Linked DNA regions of Mus musculus: regions 1 and 3 are each linked to region 2. A link is a contact called in public HiChIP or PLAC-seq and promoter capture Hi-C data. All regions are on one chromosome and are shown on one strand. Each heading gives the region's core, a stretch centred on a gene start, on an enhancer-like site or on the middle of the called end of the contact. The rest is flanking DNA. Distances are from core to core; before and after follow the strand shown.

What was found. Promoter capture Hi-C pulls out the DNA fragments that hold promoters and counts their contacts. HiChIP or PLAC-seq counts read pairs in DNA pulled down with a chosen protein or histone mark.
Region 1: an H3K4me3 HiChIP or PLAC-seq map of forebrain shows a contact between it and region 2, with 2.7 times the contacts expected there. The contact joins two enhancer-like sites. A contact is called at or near these places in 20 of 39 promoter capture datasets (the 3T3-L1 cell line, 3T3-L1-derived adipocytes, the C10 cell line and 13 more), 23 of 484 Hi-C or Micro-C datasets (LSK cells, the N1E-115 cell line, Th2 cells and 18 more), 22 of 115 datasets of contacts at active chromatin or transcription factors (VIP interneurons, craniofacial prominence, embryonic basal ganglia and 14 more) and 3 of 9 other capture datasets (adipose tissue, liver and pancreatic islet).
Region 3: a promoter capture Hi-C map of hippocampal neurons shows a contact between it and region 2, with 2.4 times the contacts expected there. The contact joins the promoter of Polg here to the enhancer-like site in region 2. A contact is called at or near these places in 5 of 39 promoter capture datasets (cranial neural crest, embryonic stem cells, hippocampal neurons and 1 more), 1 of 15 datasets of contacts at CTCF or cohesin (embryonic stem cells), 1 of 484 Hi-C or Micro-C datasets (cortical neurons), 10 of 115 datasets of contacts at active chromatin or transcription factors (acute myeloid leukemia, astrocytes, embryonic basal ganglia and 4 more) and 3 of 9 other capture datasets (adipose tissue, liver and pancreatic islet).

The regions. Positions count from the first base shown.
Region 1 is chr7:79,518,949-79,521,851 of GRCm38.p6, forward strand. All of the region lies in intron 1 of Mir9-3hg (Mir9-3 host gene), which reads left to right. Among named protein-coding and RNA genes, the nearest start is that of Gm51285, 15 kb to the left of the region's middle. Within about 2 kb of position 1,338, at least 44 of the 459 cell types and tissues checked have an H3K27ac peak or open chromatin away from gene starts, as enhancers often do. A contact at or near this core is called in cortical neurons, embryonic brain, embryonic forebrain and 2 more, where this site is marked.
Region 2 is chr7:79,591,103-79,594,016 of GRCm38.p6, forward strand. Rhcg (Rhesus blood group-associated C glycoprotein) reads right to left here. Exons shown (of 11, transcript NM_019799.3): 11 at 2,261-2,698. Among named protein-coding and RNA genes, the nearest start is that of Rhcg, 25 kb to the right of the region's middle. Within about 2 kb of position 1,314, at least 63 of the 459 cell types and tissues checked have an H3K27ac peak or open chromatin away from gene starts, as enhancers often do. A contact at or near this core is called in cortical neurons, embryonic basal ganglia, embryonic brain and 4 more, where this site is marked.
Region 3 is chr7:79,464,495-79,467,696 of GRCm38.p6, forward strand. It overlaps Polg (polymerase (DNA directed), gamma), which reads right to left and starts at 1,779. Exons shown (of 23, transcript NM_017462.3): 1 at 1,576-1,779; 2 at 110-877. The coding sequence starts at 717. n-TRtcg5 (a tRNA gene) reads left to right here and starts at 1,925; the gene lies at 1,925-1,997.

The sequences.
Region 1 (2,903 bases), core at 88-2,587, 72 kb before region 2:
AAGGAAAGAGATGGATCGGAGTGGAATAAAGGAAGTGGGCAGGAAGCTGAGGAGCTGTGAAGAGCCTGACCTTGCTTAGCTCACAAGCCCTGATATAGTGTCTTTGTCAATGCTGCCACTATTGACGCGTTCCTTGGTAATTATGACTGTGTGTTGGCATGGCGACTCAGTAAGAAGACTAGAGGCACTGGGTAAATGCAGGGCTTGTCCTCACCTTCTAAAGCAGAGAGGAGCTTTTGTGGGTAGTTCCTCCAGGGAGACGCGGTGGAAAATTCACCAGACCCTGTGCTGGGGCATGGGTATTGACACACCATGGGAGCCAGGCGGCCCTGAGCAGGATGGCACAAACAAGACTTGGTCTGACACTGAGGTCTCCCAGATCCACCCTCCAGTTCCTTTCCATTGTCTTTGTTCCCCAGGCTTGTAACATCTAGTGTGTCCATTCCTAGTCCTTTCTGGGTTGTCTATTTCAAATAGGTTTATGTTGCAGTCTCCCTGAACTTGATTGATCATACAGTCATCTACCTAATAGTCCATGGTTGTGCATCTGGAAGCCGAAAGGAAAGGCTGGTAGGCCCAGCTGTAAGGAGGGGGTCTGGGGCTGGCTTTGCTTTCTTCATTGGTGCCTTCTCCAGAGATTCTTTAACCACACACTCATCTAAAAATGAGGACTTGCTGCTAGAGTCAAAAGCTGTCCTGTCCAATGTGATATCCAATAGACGTGAATAGTTTATCTCATAAGTGTGAGCAGTATGGCACATTTAAATAATCTCTGACTAAATAAAATACATAATTATAATGACCTGCTTCTTCTGTCTTTGGAATGAGGCTTCTAGAACATTTGAGATTACACAGGAACTGAAATGGCAGGTCTAAACCAGATGATGGAGCCCTCTTACAGACTTAGACTTGTGCCTGATTCTTCTGATCTCACGCAGGAGGTGTCTAATCTCAGAGGTCTATGTTTAGAGTGCAGTGGAAAAGCCAGGTGGAGGGTCTCAGGCCTGGAAGAGCCTGTTGTGTGGGAGAATCACCCCTCAGTCTTTGGAGGTGGAAGCTATGGCCTGAGTTCGTAGGCAACATTGTGTTTTTCAGCATAGGGTGAGGTTAACCCTGGAAGAATCTTTCCATGAAGGGTCAGCAGCCCCCTAGTGGGTTTGTGTAGGTAGAGCTGGAGCTGACAGGTTCATTGTTCCAAGAGTGGCACCCACACCAGGCAGTGGTGACTTCACACTCTCCCAGATACACAAGAACCACTAAACAAGGAAAGACAGCTGTGTGTCTCAGGTTCGTATCAAACTCCCTTTTGGCTAGGTTCCTTTGGAAGATGGCTGGGGCTGCCTATCTCTTGGCTGCCCCTCCTCCCCTCAGCCTCAGCCGATGTGCAAGCTGGAGCTTCTGGGATACTCCTTGGCTCAAAGCCAGCATTTTCTTGGAGAGGCTCCTGCTTTGGCTCCCTGCCAGGCCTCTGGTCTCCAGAGAGGTTTCCCCCCCCCCCCCAGGGGAGGTGCTGGGCTTGTCCTGCTGTCAGAGGGCTGAGGCCTGTTCAGCCTTCTCACCTTGGGAGACCCCAGGCTGTGGGCTAGCCTTGCCACCAGCCCTGGCCCCTTTCAGAATATCCAGTTTCTTGCTAGGGGAATCTGGTCTGGGTCAAGGAGCTTTCAGCTCCCATACTCTAGGACTGTCTGAAAAGTGCCTCCTCCCTGGAGCCTGAGAGACAGGGAGTGGGAATCATGAGTCCTGGGGAAGATGCCACAAACATTTACCAGGCACAAGCACTGTGCCAGGCTCTGTGCTAATCTTTGCATGCTGGGTCTTTGAGGCCTGGCTCAGTGGAGTAAAGATAATACAGGGTCCACCCTTCTTTTCTCGTCATGGGGATTGCTTGAGGTGGGTCTCAGAAGCTATCTCGGTTTTCACAAGGTCCTTGTCTCCCAAGGAAGCTGCTAGGCTTTCAAAGCAGCCCAGGACTTGTTTAGGCTGTGAGAAGATGTCTCTGCAGCGTCTCCTGCTTCACGCAGGCCACACTGCTGAATAATCCAGATGGGAGAGCTCAGCGCTAGGCCCCCAGGAAGCCCAGGAGAATTGGAGAGGTGGCAAACAGCTCCTCTGGTCCTGGCTTGTCTTGATAGTGTCTGTCAGCTAACTCCTTGCTGTACTTCAGTTTATACAAATCAGGGTAGTTCTAGGACAGCCAGAGATACATAGAGATACCCTGTCTCAAATAAAATAAGCTAAATCAGGGTGACCCAACTCCACACGCTTTCACAATTGCAAGAGACTGACTGCTCAGGGTGAGTGTGGTGGATCTTGCTTTCTGCTCCTAGAAGGGGTATCCTTCTATGGAAGGATAGAATCTATGTCCTCTGTTCAATCTTGTTTTCTTTCTAAGGTGTGTGTGTGTGTGTGTGTGTGTGTGTTTAACATGCAGGAGTTGGTTCTCTCTTCTGTGTGGGCCTGGTGATCAAACTCCGTTGTCAGGTTTGGCAGCCTTCCTGAGTCGTGTTGCCAATCTCTCCCTTATGCTGTCAGAGCCCAGCCGTGAGGCAGAGGCCACAGGGCTCCCGGGATCCAGGCCGGGCCTTTCTGATCCAGTCCAGAAACAATGAGCATACTGCTTCTCCTCTTTGTGAGCTGCTGTTCTCAACTGTGAATTTGGGGTTAGCACTCAGGAAATACCAGGGCCCAAGTTCAGTCTCTGGGTCTGAGAATAAGAAGAGAAAGGAAAGGAAAGGGAAAAGAGGGGAGAAGAGATGTCATGTCACACATTGGTTAGAAATAAAATCCCTGGAAGATAGTAAGCAAGGGACCAAGCTTAGCTCTCTCTCATGTTGCACTCAAGTTGTTGTTTTGTCTTCTGCTTGTCCACAAGCTCCATAGTGGAGGGAAACCCAGAGCTGCTC
Region 2 (2,914 bases), core at 64-2,563:
AGTACCCCTTCTCCAGGACATAGGACTTGTATACGTGTGTGAGACTCTCCAGGGTGACCTCCAGCTTGATGCAAACCATCCTTGGGGAACCCCAGCCCAGAAACCCAAGAAGAACAGCAGGTGCCATATAGGAACTCCACACAGCTCACACCATCCTGGAAAAGGTGTGAACTGAAGGCTCGGTCAGGAGTCAGAGAGCCTGGAACACAAGTGGCCAGGGGCAGGCACCGGAATCAGAGACCCCATGTCTCATCCTAGGCTGTCTTTATGAACTTCATTCTTAGGAGACAGAGGTAGGCTAGATATGAAATTCCAGGCTAATCTGAGCTACCATAGTGAGACCTTCTCTCCCTACTCCAACACAGTATGGTGTTCCGGTCTCTGGGACTCAGTTTCCCCACCAGCAAGTCTGGAAGACTACAGCCTCTCTCTCAGGGTTGCTGGAAAGTTAGGTGACTGGGTGGGTGAGGGATGTCTTCAGCAAGGTACCCAGCTTAGCACGCAAAGCACACAGGGGAGGGAACTTGAAGCATATCCACAGGACGGGACATTGTCAGGGCAATGTAATCCCCAGCCCTGGTACCTGAAAGCTACCTGGGAACCTTTACAGTCCAGTTTTCTAGTACAATGCCTTAGCCCCCAGTGCTGTGATACTTCATTCCTGTTCACAGCACGTTAGGCCACCTCTGCCCAGCTGGGCTTCCAAGGCAGCCTCCATGTTGCCCACGGGCAAAAGGCTGTCAGTCGCTGTTCCAGGTGCCCAAGTCCTGTGATCGGGGATCATGGGGAGAGTGTCACACTACAGCTCCCTCAAAGCCTGGCCCACCATTGGTTTACCAGTTTGAGAGGCGGTTCATAGAGAGCCCAGGTGTGGCCCTCTGGAGGATCCTGCAGCCTCCATTCCAAAGGCACCTCGCCTCTCGAACCCCTGGCGGATCCTGCCCCTGTATTCTTCGCAGATACTCTTCCCCGCTTCCTGCACCGCTCCATCTGCAATGCTCCTCCCAGACCCCCAAATCCGTCCCTTGAGCCCCTCTCACATCTCACCCCTGCACCCCCACCACCTGCACCTTATTTTGTCCCCTCCCAGACTCCGCCTCTGTACCTCACCACCTGCGCCCCTCCCACACCCCGCCCCTGCACCCCGCCCTGGCCCTGCAGGGACCCGCTGGGCGGAACCGTGCGGCCGTGGGGGAGGGGCCGGGCTGATCAGCTGGAATCAAAGCCGCCGCCCCCTCCCCCGCCACCCTGTCCCCCTGCCGAGCCGCCGCGCACCTCCTTCTTTGTCACAATGTTTTTCAATCCGGTGAAGCAAACTGTCCAATTAGAGCCAGGGCCTCCGGCTTCCATCTTTGCCGACGTTTAATTAACATGCTCCTCTTGGCAGCTGCTGACAAGTTCCAGAAACAGGTTGTAAAGGGTTTTTGTCTTTACCCAGCATGGAAAATAAGGGGTGTTACATCGCGGAACATGAATAGGTGGCACTTCAGCTTCCTCCTTCTCTCCTCCCCCTTCCCCTTGCTCTGCAAAGGGGAGCGAAGCCTCGAGTGTGCGTGCATGCGCGTGTATGTGTGTGAGTGTGTGGATTGCCAGGGAGGCGGGGAGAGCGAGCCGGGAGGCAGGGGAGAGACCATCCCTTTCCTCTCTTTACCCCTTCCTTCCCACGAACCTTGGCTCCACAAAAGATCTTGGTTTCCTTGCTCTTTAGCCTGAACGCTTTTCCCTCCCTTCAGCTAGCTAAAGGCAAACTCCTTATCACGATTCCTGTCCACGAGTGTACCTGTGCTGTCCCCTTGTTCCGCTTCTGGTAATTCCTAGTAATCCGCCAGAACCCCACCAGGTCACCACCTTGTCACAGCCCTGTCATAGTTCACCTGTCCATTCCACACCTGGATATGTAAGGACCTGAAGCTTTCCCCATTTTAGAGCAGGAGTGGGGCGGGACTGGCAGAGGAAGGGGAGGGAGGGTTAGAGAAAGGCAACTGGGAGGGGGGTGCTCCCTCCTTACTTATGCCTGCTGGAATGGACTCAGAGAAAGCTAGTACACGGGTGGCTTTCTCACCAGTGTGGACCCTACAGAAAGAGGGGTACTTGGGGGAAAGAATGCAGTCTAGGGCTTAGCTCCTGACCCTCCCGGGCTGCGTGGACTTTTGTAGAGAGAGTGGCCCTTTGGGCAAGGGTCAGGGCCAGGCAGGAGGCCAGGTCCTCTGGGTCCGTATAGATCTCACAGGGGTCCCACCAGAACATCCACTCCCCAGTCTACAAAGAGCATCAACAACATTTATTTACTACACAAAATAGAGTGATCTTGGGTGCCTTGGAACATGGGAAATACATTGTTGGGGAGCAGGCGGAGGCTTGAAGAGTCCAAGAAGGGGTATCCCGGGTGGGGTGGGGGCAAGCTCGCCCTCCCATTCCACACCCCCTTCCCAACCCCCGGCCTCAGCTTCTCTTCATGCTACTTCTCACAGGCTATGAGCATCATGACCGCAGGCAGGGACAGACCTTCTGCAGCTGACCCTGGCTTGGAGCTCACTTTGTCCGAATCTCCTCCATTCTCAGCCCGGTGAGCCCCCTGGGATGAAGCGGGTGTAGAGGTGCTGGAGTCAGGCCAGTGGGCCTTTCCGCTGCCCTGTCCCTGAGTTCCCAGATATGTCAGCCCCAGCTCTCTCCAGAGCTTGGGGGCAATCTGTGGGGCCTGCAAGAGAGAGGGGGAGCAGCTGGTATGTCCCCACCACAGCTGTGCAGCCTCCCGGAACCTTGTCTGATCAGTGGCCGCAGTCTGGCTTTGGTCCTCCCAGAGACCTTCTCTCCTGCTTTTTACCCTAGACCCAGCTACTTCCAAGCTCTGGTCTCCAAGGGCATCAAACACTGATATGATCAATGTTAATGACCTTGAAAGGCCCCCTTCCCC
Region 3 (3,202 bases), core at 529-3,028, 130 kb before region 2:
AGGTTGAGTAACCTGCACACAGAGGGAACTCAGAAAATGTTCTCCGAACCAAACCATTAAGCTGGGCCCCCTACAAACGGTAGTCCCCTGTTGCTAACCCCCGACTTACCAGGCCGAGGGGGATATGGCCACCGCCAAAGTGGGGCAGGTTCCCTCTGCCAAGCAGACCTCCACGTCGAACACCAGGGCCCGCTCCTCGGGGATGGCCACGGGTTCGGCCTCCCCCTCGGGGCCGTACCGGGTCCAGCCCTCCGCCCAGGCCCAGCTCTTGGGCTCGGGGGGCAATTGGGCCTCCAATAACGAGGCGGCCGCCTCCAAGTAAGGCAGGCTCTGCTTCTGGGCCAGGAGGCGGAAGTGCTGGTCCAGGTTGCCCCCGAAGAGCCGGGGCAGGCGCAGCTCCACGTCTGGCAAGGGCGTGGCCGGCTGCCCCCAGAGCCCGTGCTTCTGCAGGTGCTCTACGCTGCGCTGCACCGCGGCCTCGTCGGGCATTTCCCCGCCGCACCCGAAGATCTGCTCGTGCAGGCCTCTCGACAACATCTGGATGAGCAGAGGGTTGAGCCGCAGCTGCCCATTCTCGGAGGAGGGCATTTGCGACGGCGGCCGCCCGTCGCTGGGGACGGGGTCGAGGACGGAGCTGGAGACCCAGCGCGCGGTTGCTGGTACTGGCCCTGAGGCGACCTTGGCGCCAGCCACCTTCTTCCAGAGCAGGCGGCTCATGGTTGGTGCAGGGAGCCCCCCGCTGTGAGTCGGGGCACCGGGCTTTGGGCTCCAGCTTGACTGCTTTTAGTGGCCGAAAGACTCAGAGAGAGACGCGTCCCCTCTCTGTGCTCCTGTCAGTGAAATAGGTCTCACCATGCCTGCCTTCCTCACACAAGTCCTAAAGGAGACAGACGATAAAAGTGTTATTACAAGTGTCACGGACTTGAACAAACCGCTTATCCCGCAACAAACATCTGCTGCGTGCCAAACAAGCATTTTCTCCACTTGATCTTAGCCAAAAGGCCAGAGCGGAGTAGGGACATTTTTCTGTTACGCCTCCAACAACCTTAAGAAATGGCACTGCCCCCTCCCGAGGACAGGGCCACACCGGCTCGGCAGTTAACTTGGGAGAAGCCGCTGGAGATGCTGAAATGGGGAGACGCAGACAGACCAGGGTTCTGGCTCTCCAACTGCGTGACCTTGGCCCAGCTCCTTAGGCCCCGACCTCCTCCTCTGTAAAATGGGGTTAAGAACTCTAGAGCCACGGGCCACTGCTGTAAGAGTGGCAGAGGGCGCGCTCGTCGAGTGGCCCTAACCCCAGTAGGCGCTCGGCAGACAGCAGTTGCCAGTCCCACCCCGCCGGCGGCCCGAGGGCCTAGCGCCCCAACTTCGAAACCCGCCGAACGAGCCACAGCCTCGGGGTCCGCACCCACACCCGGGCGGGCCTAGGGCGCCCTGGTCGGGGCGTCGGCGGCCACCCCCGCACGCCGGGACACAGGGTCCCCGCCGCAGCCGCCGCCCTGCTCCCGGCCCGGCTTCCCGAGTGGAGAGGGAGCAGCCGCGCCCGGCCCTCCCCCTGCCGAGCCCGCCGGAAACCTCGGTCCGCTTCGCGCTTCCCGTTCTGCGGCAGCCCACAGCCCCGGCGACGACGCGGCGTCCGCGGCGCGCGGCCCACGCAGCCTCAGGGTGGCGTGCGGTCTCGGGAGCAGCCGCAACTTCCCGTCTGCGCGAACTGGGTCCCGCGGCTACCCAGAGGCAGGCGGGAGACTCCCCCGAGCGTCCAATAAGAGCGCCGCCAATGGAGCCGCCCGCCCGCGGGGGTGCAGAGGGACTTCCGGGTGAGGTCCTCCGCTACTTCCCTCCCCACGGAAAAGATAGACCAGTCTGACGCGAGCCTGAAGGCGGCTACACGCTTTAAGCTAAGTAAAGGCACCTTCTCGCTGGCGGCCGCGTGGCCTAATGGATAAGGCGTCTGACTTCGGATCAGAAGATTGCAGGTTCGAGTCCTGCCGCGGTCGACTTGTATGTTGTTTTTATCTGTCAGTTTGTTAATCCCAAGATTCCCTTTGGAAATAAAGCGAAATTGACCGTAGTGGTTATGACCAACTTCTAGTCTAAACTTAATTCTTGGAACTCAAGGATCTGAGCAAACAACTGTCAGGGTGACACATTGCTTAAACGGTGACAGCGGTCGAGAGCCTTGTCCCGGATGGAGAGTGGAGCAAACGGAGCACGTGCCGTCCGAAGTCTAGATTTGTCACCTATGGACCGCAAAGGCTAAGCCTCGATGGAGTCTCCTCCCTCCTATCCCGGACAATGATGCTGGGGGTTGATGCTGTTGAGTCCGATTGGTCGCGCCCACCGGGCACAGCTGAAGCACGTCCCGCTTCAGAGATCTGTCAATCTCTGGGTCCACCTCCCGTTGCTCCGGTTGTTTCTGCTCCCAGCTCTCCGTAGAGGGTCAGCTGCAAAGGGTCAGGCGAATATGGCCTGGGTGAATAACTGGGACCCAGGGATTCAAGTCGAGAGTCCCGTACGAGGAAAGAAAAGATCAGGATTGCTTCAGGCAGACTAGGGGGCACAAGCAGCTGATTAGGGAAAAAATTCGGACCGCGCTGAACGGCAGCCCCCACTTCCAACCAGCGAGACCACCCGGACGCTGAGAACTGTGTACAGGAGAGAGGGTCTTTGACTTTTTTCAGGAGTCGCTCCTCTATCCGCTTTTCCTGTCACTAGCAGCGGCAGGGACTCATACAGAACCCTTCTCCTTTCTCCTTTTCTTAGTTTCTTCCCCCTCTTTTGTCTGTCTGTCTGTCGGCCTGTTTGCTTGTTTGTTTGTTTTTAACGATGAGGTCTCACATTGTAACTTAGAACTTACGCGGTAGCCCTGGCTGCCCTCCCGCCTCAGTGCTTGAACTACAAATATCCACAATCTAGCTCTCCAGCTGAGACATTCTTATACATTTTTCTAGATGTACTTAATAGACATAAAGTGATTTTTGTTTGTTTGATTGGTTGGTTATCAGTTTTATATATATACACACACAAACCAGAGTCAACTAGATAAGAGATTCCTTATTTTGTGATTCTTCTTGCTTTTACATAACTTTGCTCAGTTTATTTTGCTATAAGGTGAAAAAGGAGAGGCTCTTAACTCAGGAAGCCTCCGAGCAGGAAAAACAATTTCATTTTTATTTCATAGTCTCCTACTGAAATTCAGTGT